Linked DNA regions of Podarcis muralis: region 2 is linked to region 1. A link is a contact called in public Hi-C data. All regions are on one chromosome and are shown on one strand. Each heading gives the region's core, a stretch centred on a gene start, on an enhancer-like site or on the middle of the called end of the contact. The rest is flanking DNA. Distances are from core to core; before and after follow the strand shown. Region 1 holds the start of CCDC116 (coiled-coil domain containing 116). Region 2 holds the start of TOP3B (DNA topoisomerase III beta).

What was found. Hi-C and Micro-C count contacts between places; a contact is called where the count stands out from the background.
Region 2: a contact with region 1 is called in a Hi-C map of tail, with 4 times the contacts expected there. The contact joins the promoter of TOP3B here to the promoter of CCDC116 in region 1. A contact is called at or near these places in 2 of 3 Hi-C or Micro-C datasets (blood and tail).

Annotation. Positions count from the first base shown.
Region 1 is chr16:28,904,392-28,909,023 of rPodMur119.hap1.1, reverse strand. CCDC116 (coiled-coil domain containing 116) reads right to left here and starts at 2,427. Exons shown (of 4, transcript XM_077920326.1): 1 at 2,301-2,427; 2 at 30-572. The coding sequence starts at 2,360.
Region 2 is chr16:29,092,627-29,097,792 of rPodMur119.hap1.1, reverse strand. It overlaps TOP3B (DNA topoisomerase III beta), which reads right to left and starts at 3,358. Exons shown (of 18, transcript XM_028709911.2): 1 at 3,214-3,358; 2 at 1,393-1,518. The coding sequence starts at 1,462.

The DNA.
Region 1 (4,632 bases), core at 1,178-3,677:
CCGATCCGTCAAGAAAGTCCTCCAAATACCTCTGCGTGGAATCCTCCGGAAACTCCCTCCCTGGGCCTCTCATTTAGCCTCGGGAGCCTGGCGGCATATTTATCCAGGAGGGACATTTCCCCTTCGAGCCTAGGCTCCCTTCTGCTCGTGAGACATGCTTCCCAGTCGTCTTCAGAGCTGGAAGTGGCCGAGGTGGTGTGGTACCTAGACTGCGAGCTGCAGGAGAAGGACCACGACCTGCTGTCCATGCTGGAGCCAGATTCTTCTTCGATATCAAATATCGGGTCTCCATCCTCGGTCGTCACTCGCCGCAGCTTCCGCACGGCATCCTCGACGATGTTCTGAAGGCTTTCCAGGACCTCCTCGTCAGCTAAGAAATCCACAAACTCCGAGAATTCGTTGGCGAGGTGGCTGCTTTCGCCGTGACTGCTGGAGCGCTGCTTTCGTTTCCCTTTGCCTGGGCTGAAAGCTCTGAACTCAGAAGCTGTGGTGGCGGCGAACTGGTCCCGGAATTGGCAGCGGGAAGGTGGCCTCAGGATGTTCCTCCAGTCAGAGGGATCTCCTTGTCTCAGCTGTAGACAAGGAAAAACCAGGGTGAAAAGGGGAATCGGGTCTGAAGTTACTGGGACTGTATCAAAAATGCATGTAACGCCAGCAATGTAGGCAGTGATATAGTGGAGGGGAAAACACAGGGGTGTGTAGTTCTGGGACTTTTTTCAGAGCAGGAATTATGACAGCTTTGGCCTGGGTAATTGGCAGCTCTGGTGAGTGGAGGAGGTGATAATAAGGCTTTCAAGTTATTTTGTGGCAGATTAGTCAGAGGAAACAAGCAGGTAGAGGCTAGTCACTGCTTTCCTTTCCTTTGTTGGTGGTCCCTACTTCATGCTAGCAATTTAAATGGTAACACTTCCTTTTGCAATTATTTGAATTTTTCATTGAAAGCCAATGTTTACATTTCAGTTGGCTTTTGTTGAAGTTCAATGGGTTTTACAAGTTGAACCAATGCCATCAGAAGCAAACATTACTGACAGCTGAGTGGTGCTTAGCCCCAGTAAGAGGTCAACAAAGCTGTCGATTTTGGTTCTCTAGTTTTCTCATTTTTCAGTCTTAATTTCAGCTCTCCGCATTTCTGCAGCAATTTGCCTTTTTAAAAAACCCATGAAAATATATCAGCAGAGTGCAAATTTCTCCTGATGAACACAGGTTTGCATGCAGTTTTGACTAATATACACATTTTTGCAAGCAATTTCCTTAAAAGCTAATGCATCTGTGTGTGCTATTTTCACAAATGTATGCATTCTGTGCATGTTTTCTCGTTCATAGATGAATATTCTTTAAAGAACCGCATTGCAAAATTCAGGTAAAGGTAAAGGTAAAGGGACCCCTGACCATTAGGTCCAGTCGTGACCGACACTGGGGTTGCGGCGCTAATCTCGCTTTATTGGCTGAGGGAGCCGGCATACAGCTTCCGGGTCATGTGGCCAGCGTGACTAAGCCGCTTCTGGCGAACCAGAGCAGCACACGGAAACGCCGTTTACCTTCCCGCCGGAGCGGTACTTATTTATCTGCTTGCACTTTGATGTGCTTTCGAACTGCTAGGTTGGCAGGAGCAGGGACTGAGCAATGGGAGCTCACCCCGTTGCGGGGATTCGAACCGCCGACCTTCTGATCGGCAAGTCCTAGGCTCTGTGGTTTAACCCACAGCGCCACCCATGTCCCCAAAATTCAGGTAGGTTCAGATAAAACTGGTTTCCTTAAAACCAGACCCACAATTCTCAACTTGTGCCTTCTAGTGGTAATGAGCTGTACATCTGAGGCATGGGGAACAACTAACAGTGACTCCCCTGAAGACCTCTATGATTCGGCAGGAATATAAGGGATCAGGCAGTCCTTGAGGTATCCTGGACGGCAGCTGGCTCTGCTACTGCCCACCATTTTCAGTCCTGCCACCCCCTCCTGCCACCTAAGATTGACAAGTCCAATGTCAAAGTAGGGCAGCACCAGAGGGCACTTGGTGCGTTTATTACGCCACTTTTTACTCCATGAAGCTCAAGGTGACTGCCATATTCGGTTCTCCCCTTCCTCATTTAACCCCTACAACAACCCTGTGAGGTAGGTTAGGCTGAGAGTCAGTGACTGGCCCAAGGTCAGCCAGTGAGCTTTATGGCTGAGTAGGGATTCGAACCCTGGGCTCCCAGGTCACAGTCCAACACTCTAACCACTACACTACACTGGCTCAGCTTGCGTGACTCCCCTTCCTCGAATGGGATGGCCCATTTCTGTCTCCCTTTGGGCCTTACCTGAGGTCCCCTGAGGCTCTCATCATCTGCCAGATAGCCGGAATATCTACGACTCACCATGGTGCTGAAAGGACAGCGGCTGTCCCCGCCTCTCTTTTCACACCTTCTGTCTCCTCTTCCTGCACAAACAAACACACAAAAATAGGAGTGTTGTTATTATTTTACGAGACGCGGGTGGCGCTGTGGGTTAAACCACAGAGCCTAGGACTTGCTGATCAGAAGGTCGGCGGTTCGAATCCCTCGACGGGGTGAGCTCCCCTTGCTCAGTCCCTGCTCCTGCCAACCTAGCAGTTCGAAAGCACCTCAAAGTGCAAGTAGATAAATAGGTACCACTCCAGCGGGAAGGTAAACGGCGTTTCCGTGCACTGCTCTGGTTCGCCAGAAGCGGCTTAGTCCTGCTGGCCACATGACCCGGAAGCTGTACACCAGCTCCCTCGGCCAATAAAGTGAGATGAGCGCCGCAACCCCAGAGTCGGCCATGACTGGACCTAATGGTCAGGGGTCCCTTTACCTTTACCGTTACTATTATTTTACAAAGAGGGGTGTCAAAGTGGGGGAGCTACAGAATGAATCGCATCCATCGATTTGGATGCTTCCTTCAAAAGTGAATTCCTGATGAAAGGTCTAGGAAGGAAAGCGCTCATCAACATTTTCATAGAGGGAGAATATTTTGTGTGTGAATGATATCGGAGTTTGGTAGTGAAAGAGGAAAGATGTGGACCTGGCAAGGGACCGAGGGTTTCATATCGATATAAATATATACATACTTATAAACTGCCCGCACTTTCAAAACATCATGACGCCATACAGTAAAACTGTTAAAACGTTGTAAAATTACATAGCCATAAAAACAGAACGAATTGAGCTATGCTCAATCAATTCTATAAAAACACTCAGTGGAACCAAATAGTTTTAAGCAGGAGGTGAAATATCGAAATTGTAGTCGCCTGTTAGATTTCAGTAGCAGCAGTATTCCAGATTGGTGCCACTGCACTTGGTTTCATGAGGGCTAGAAACTCTGAAAGCAGAGGCAATTAATATACCGTATTTTTCGCTCTATAAGATGCACCAGACCATAAGACGCACCTAATTTTTGGAGGAGGAAAACAAGGGAAAAAATATTCTGAATCCCAGAAGCCAGAACAGCAAGAGGGATTGCTGCGCAGCGAAAGCAGCGATCCCTCTTGCTGTTCTGGCTTCTGGGATAGCTGCGCAGCCTGCATTCGCTCCATAAGACGCACACACATTTCCCCTTACTTTTTAGGAGGGAAAAAGTGAGTCTTACACAGCAAAAAATACGGTAGATAAATCCCAGTTCTAATGCACGTATGACAACCAAACCCTTCCATATCCAAGTATGTCCCATATGCGATGTGCCAGCCTTTTTTTAAAAAAACAAAAACTGCTACTCACAATTGTGTTCATTAAGGGTGAAAAATCCCAGATTATGAGAGGTGAGGCCGAGGTTTCTTTACCTCTCCAAATTCCTCGTTGAGGATCCTGCCCAGCGGGCTACCTAGCATCGAGGGGTTTTGCCAACGTGAGGAATTCTCTTGCCTCAAATGTTCACACGGAAGCCAAAGAACTGCTTATGCCTCTCAGAGAACCTTTCTCTGTCATTGTTAGGTAACGGATCCTGTCTGTTTGCCCGTGCGATTCCATTCATTTGCATAGAACATTCCTATCGCATAGCCCAGCTCTCAAAGCGCGAGTTCAACTAGCGCAAAGGTGGGGAGCCCTTTCCAGATCAGGGGCCACATTCCCTTCTAAGCAATGCCCAGAGGGCCAGGTGTGAAGGGTGGGCGTGGCCGGAGGCAAAAGGTGGGGGCGGAGCAATGAACACCAATCTTATCTTTCCACAGTGGGCTGGTTTCTACAAACACACAGACACGCCCCTCTCAGCCCTCCATCCAGATAAGTGAGACTAATGAGCAGAGATCAAGGACCCACTCCAACCAGCCAAAGGAGGATCCAAAATAGATCTGGTGAGGGGTGTGGTCTGGGAAGAGGGGGTGTGGCCTGGAGAGGAGGTGTGGTCTGATGAGAACATCAGGTACCTGATAGGGAGAGGCTTAGAGTGATGCATTTATGCCCTGGACTTGAGGTTCTCCAACCCTGAGCTAGTTTGTTGGTGTAAGAAATCCAGACTTGGAAGGCTTTCTCTGAAAGCACAATCTGAGGGAAATCACAGCCAGAGCTATATGTTGCATGTTTCTGAAAGACACTCTTCGTATCCTCCAGACATGGGCTTTTTTCAGCTGGAACTCAGTTCTGGCACCTCTCAGGTGGGCACCATGGCCAATTTAAGAGAACAAGGGAGGTTCTCGTGGTG
Region 2 (5,166 bases), core at 2,109-4,608, 190 kb before region 1:
CTGACAGTGAGTTTGGAGTAGCCCAATGCAAAAATCCTGAGGATCCATGTGGATCCGTGCTTTGTAACCACGTTTTAAGTGGGGAGGGAAGGAAAAGCACTCAAGGGACAAGGAGAAGGATGCTGCTAATAATGAAGAAGAGGGGTATAAGGGGAGAAGGCTCCTCTCCTCTCCCGCTTTGCTCCTTTAAAGCAAGCAGGCTCTCTGTCCCTCTCTCCTCCCCACTCAGCAGCTCTTCTCCTGCTTTGCTGTTTCAAAGCGAGCCACGGAGGAGGGAAGGAAGGGGAACCATGGATCCTCTGCTCACGACTGCAGCAGATCCCCCCCCGCCACCCGTAGGCATTCCCTCCATAACACGCACAGACATTTCCCCTTACTTTCTAGGAGGAAAAAAGTGAGTGTTATGGTGCAAAAAATACGGTACTTTTAGCAAAAGTAAATTACAGTTGCATTTGGACCACTTAATCACTATAGGAGGGAGGACATATTTGGATGTAGTAAATTAGAAGGTCATCCAGTATTTCATTTTCCATTTTAATAGGGTGATCCATGGGTGGCAACCCAAGTCCAAGTATTCCTGGAGAAAGCTGATCTCCAGGATCAATTCCTGTCACACTTCAGAACAGAAACTGCCTTGGAGGCCCTGGTGGATTATCTAGGCCAGGATTTCCCAAACTTGGGTCTCCAGCTGTATTTGGACTACAATTCCCATCATCCCTGACCACTGGGCCCGGCTAGCTAGGGATGATGGGAGTTGTGGTCCAAAATCAGCTGGAGACCCAAGTTTGGGAAACCTTCAATAGGAATGGGAGGAGGACAACACTACAAGTTTTCTTACTTCCTTAGGTCGGTAGTGGGGAATGTGAGGCTCTCCAGATGTTGTAGGACTCCAATTCCCATCAGAATGGCCAGTGCTTAGGGATGATGGGAGTTGTAGTCCAGCAACATTTGCCCAGGCCCTGATCTAATACAATAACCTTCCATTTTACAAGCATTTGATGTGCAATTTCAATCATACGCAGTTGGTGAGCTGCTTGAAAGTGTGCAGGTCGAGTCCCAAGCAAGGCAGAGAACTATACACAATTTTTGTGAATGTGCATAACCCTCGGAACTGAACTCCCAAATAAAACGAGGGATTACTGTATCCTGTTTCTAAGCAGGAAGCTCACAAGCAGGACATAAAGTCTACAGCCCTGCTTCACTTTCCTGCTTTCTGATTTTCAGAGGAATACCACTTTTGAACCTGCTTTGGCTATTATGAATTCAATGGGGATTTACTCCCAAGTTGTGTGAATGGGATTCCAGACCAAATTGATTTAAATGCTACTACAAAAATACTGCCAAAACAACAAGCAAGGGTTTTAAATAAAAAGGATGTAGATCCCTCCTAACCTCTTGAAAGGATTTTGGCTATGGACTGAGCCAGAGAAGGCTTCTCTGCTACCATAAGAACCGTCTTCATCTTCTGCCGGTAGTGAAAAGGGTAATCAAATCTCAAGAAAATTCTGTCTTGTCAACCTAAAGAGAGAAAACAAATCCTGTTTATCACTTATTTGGACTGGTGACCTGGAGATTCAGTATTTCCCCTCTCAATTTTTTGTTTCACAAGTACACTGAAAAGCAACTATATATCACCCAGTATTCACATCTTCACAAATCCCAGTATGTAGTAAAGTGATATTTTTTTAAAGGTCTCTTCCAGCTAAATTATGAGAGTAACAGTTCAACCCCTATACATGTCTGCCAAGAAGCAAGCCCCATGGAATTTAAATATGTATAGTACATTGCACATAAATATAAAAAAGGTTCATTCCATTTTATGCAGAGCTTACTTGATGGGAATTCTATGGAGCTGCCATACTCAAAAATAAGGAGAAGTAACACTAATCTCTTTGAAAAAAGGAAAATAGCAAAGATTATTGGTTGAGCAAACATTATGCTAACTCTCCAGTTTGAATAAAATATGGGAACGATGATACGGGCTTTTTAAATGCCTGTAAACAGTTCAGAGTTAGTTGTTCTATAAATTTATTAAGACTGGATATGTGAGAAAACCAGCAAAATAGACAGGAGACGACTTCATTTTGCAACTCTGAAATGATTTCAGGAATTGTCAAAATTCAGCAACAGACCATGCAATCCATTCTCAAAGTGGATACATGCCCAGCCAAAAGTACTGAGATTCCAAGAACCATTCATAGTCTGATGCTGCAAAGATTCACATTTCTCATCAAGCTCATGGTTCAGGCATGTTTTAACAGCTCCGTGGACTCTATTAGGAGCATTTCATGTATGCACATTGAAAAACATCATTATCTGTCCCAGAATATATTCACCAGGCAAGTAATAATTCAAACTAACACCCATGTTTATTCTAATTTCTAAGCCTCCCTATCTCCAAAGGTCCAAATTAGGTAATCCTATTTTTTAAAATAATATCTGTAGAACTCACACACAATCTGCTATTAATAATTCCATTTCCGCGGAAGAGTGGCTCTCCAATGCTTGCAAACAGGACTGCGGCCTTAATGTTTTAAATTTCAGTTCCAATATACCTTGCCAATCAATCAATCAATCAATCAATCAATTGCTTACAGTAAGTCAAAATGCATCGTTGACCAAAAAAATTAAATAAAATCCAATATATTAACCTGGTTATTTTGCCTCCCTGTATAAGACATTTCATATTTTATTTTGCAATGCTACGCAAGCAGGCAGCAAACGCCCCCGAATCCCGCCATGCTTCCTTCCAAGCAAACACGTAAACGAGGCCTTCGCGAGGACAGTCGCGCTTCGCGTGTATTCAGTATCAGATACACACGATACGCTCCTCCCCTGCACCGAGGAAGTAATTCGCTGCACCACCTTGCCTGCAAGGCCTCTCCTCTCTCTTACAAGTTCTTACCAGGAATTGAAAAAGGCGCCGTTTCCAAATAAAAGAAATCAGCAGCTTCCACGCCGACGCCACACGAATTTGGGGGTTTTGCTTGGGTTTTTCAAAATAATAGTAATAAATAATCATAATCACGTCGTTTCCCCTGCCTCTCCCCCTCCCTCAGCTCGCGCTAAAAGGCGGCCCAGCATGGAAGCGGATTGCGGGGCGGGGGGGGGGGCGTTGGAGAAGCGCCCCCTGGCACCCCCTTCAAAATGCCCCCCACCCCACATCTCCTCGCTCCTTCTCCCCACACAGGCGAGGCGGGCGGCCCTACTCACCCGGCGGGGCGGCCTCAGAAGGCGGCGGCAGCGGCGGCCATTGCCGAGGCTTCCACTGCCGGGTCACCCTCGGGCCCTCCCTTTCCCAGGCGTGGATGGAGGAGAGGCGGAGATGCTCCTGGTACCTTGCATCCCTCCAGGCATCTCCGTTGCCATAGAAACGCCCCCTCCTCCAACTTCCCTCTTCCCTTCTCCTTTCTCTGCCCCGCGCCGCTCGGCTCGAGGTGTCTCTCTCTCTGTGTGTGGTTGGTTTTTAAGCGCACAACACACACACATACACCCGGTGTGGGGACTGACTGACTCGTTTCTTTCCAAACCACGACACGGATTTCGTTTCGTTTTTTCCCCCTATACAAAAACGTGATGTGCCCCACAAATAGTAAAAAAGGTAACACGGGAGAACCGGGGGGAAAGTCACGGCCCAGCTTGAAAACGCACCGAAGTCAAAATGCTATAAACTCGGCTCTCTGAGCAGCTGGGTAGGCTTGCCTAAGCAAGAAAGTTTTTAGCATTGTTGTTAATAATTATTGTTTTTTATATATTCATTCATTCATGCCCTGTTCCCCCCCACCGCAGGACTCAGGGAAAATTATGTATTTTAAAATTTTCATAATAATAAAAATGCATCCTTATAACTGCTATTGTTATCATTAAGGCATTGCTGCATTTGTTTGTTTGTTATTATTTCTAATCATAATAATTAATGCATTATTTCCTGTTTCTTTTACTCATTTTTAGATTTTGTAATGATAAGATTAATACTCAGTTTTATTACAGGTATTAGTAATGTATTGTTATAATGATCATTTATTATTTATTTTTAAATTCTACTTCGATAAAGTGCATTTCTATCAAAGTTCTGTTTCTTTGTTTTTGCAATAGTATAGGGTATTATTATTGTGTTGTTTATTTTTATTAATTTTTTACAATTTAGAATAATCATAGAATTATTATTAGTATTATTAGTCTACATTTTCTCCAAGGAGCTCTGAAGTAGATTTACAGCAATCTTTCTCATCTTCTTTTTATTATTCTGTTATGTACTGAAGTTCTCACCCTGGGCCAGCAGGGGGATACTGTAGATAGTTATGCAAATGAAGGATCGAAAGTGATGTTCAGTGATTGGATAGTTTGTATGCAAATGAAGGATCGAAAGTGACGTTCAGTGATTGGATAGTTTTAGAAAATGGCAACAGTTACATTGTCTGGAGCTCTATATAAGCAGGCTGACTGAGCTCCTCAGACAGTTCTGTTCCAGCTTACAAATAAAGAGCTGCTTTGGAAGAATCGCTGTGTCGTCTGCTATGTCTACCCACAACTTAACATATTCTGTATTATTTTATTGCATTTATATCCCACCAAGTATATCCCAAATAATGAATAAGAATTATTCACTGTTTTATTGCATTTATATCCAAGGAGCAGAAGGTCCAAGGAGTATACAGTTCTCCACTTCTCCATTCTATCCGCACAACAGACCTGTAGGGTAGGCCCTGCTGAGACACTGCGGCTGGCCCAAGGTTACCCTCTGAGCTTTGTGGCTAAGTGTGGGATTTGAACCATTTTATATTCACAGCAACTATGTGAGGTGGAAACAATAAGGAGTCTTGTGGGACCTTAGAGACCTTGTGGCATTATCTTTTGCGGGCTACGTTCTTCTTTATCAGATGTATGACGTTTTATCCTGATTTGCAGGTACACATGGTATGACAAGGCACGCGGGTGGCGCTGTGGGTAAAAGCCTCAGCGCCTAGGGCTTGCCGATCGAAAGGTTGGCGGTTCGAATCCCCGCGGCAGGGTGTGCTCCCGCTGCTCGTTCCCAGCGCCTGCCAACCTAGCAGTTCGAAAGCACCCCCGGGTGCAAGTAGATAAATAGGGACCGCTTACTAGCGGGAAGGTAAACGGCATTTCCGTGTGCTGCGCTGGCTCGCCAGAGCAGCGATGTCACGCTGG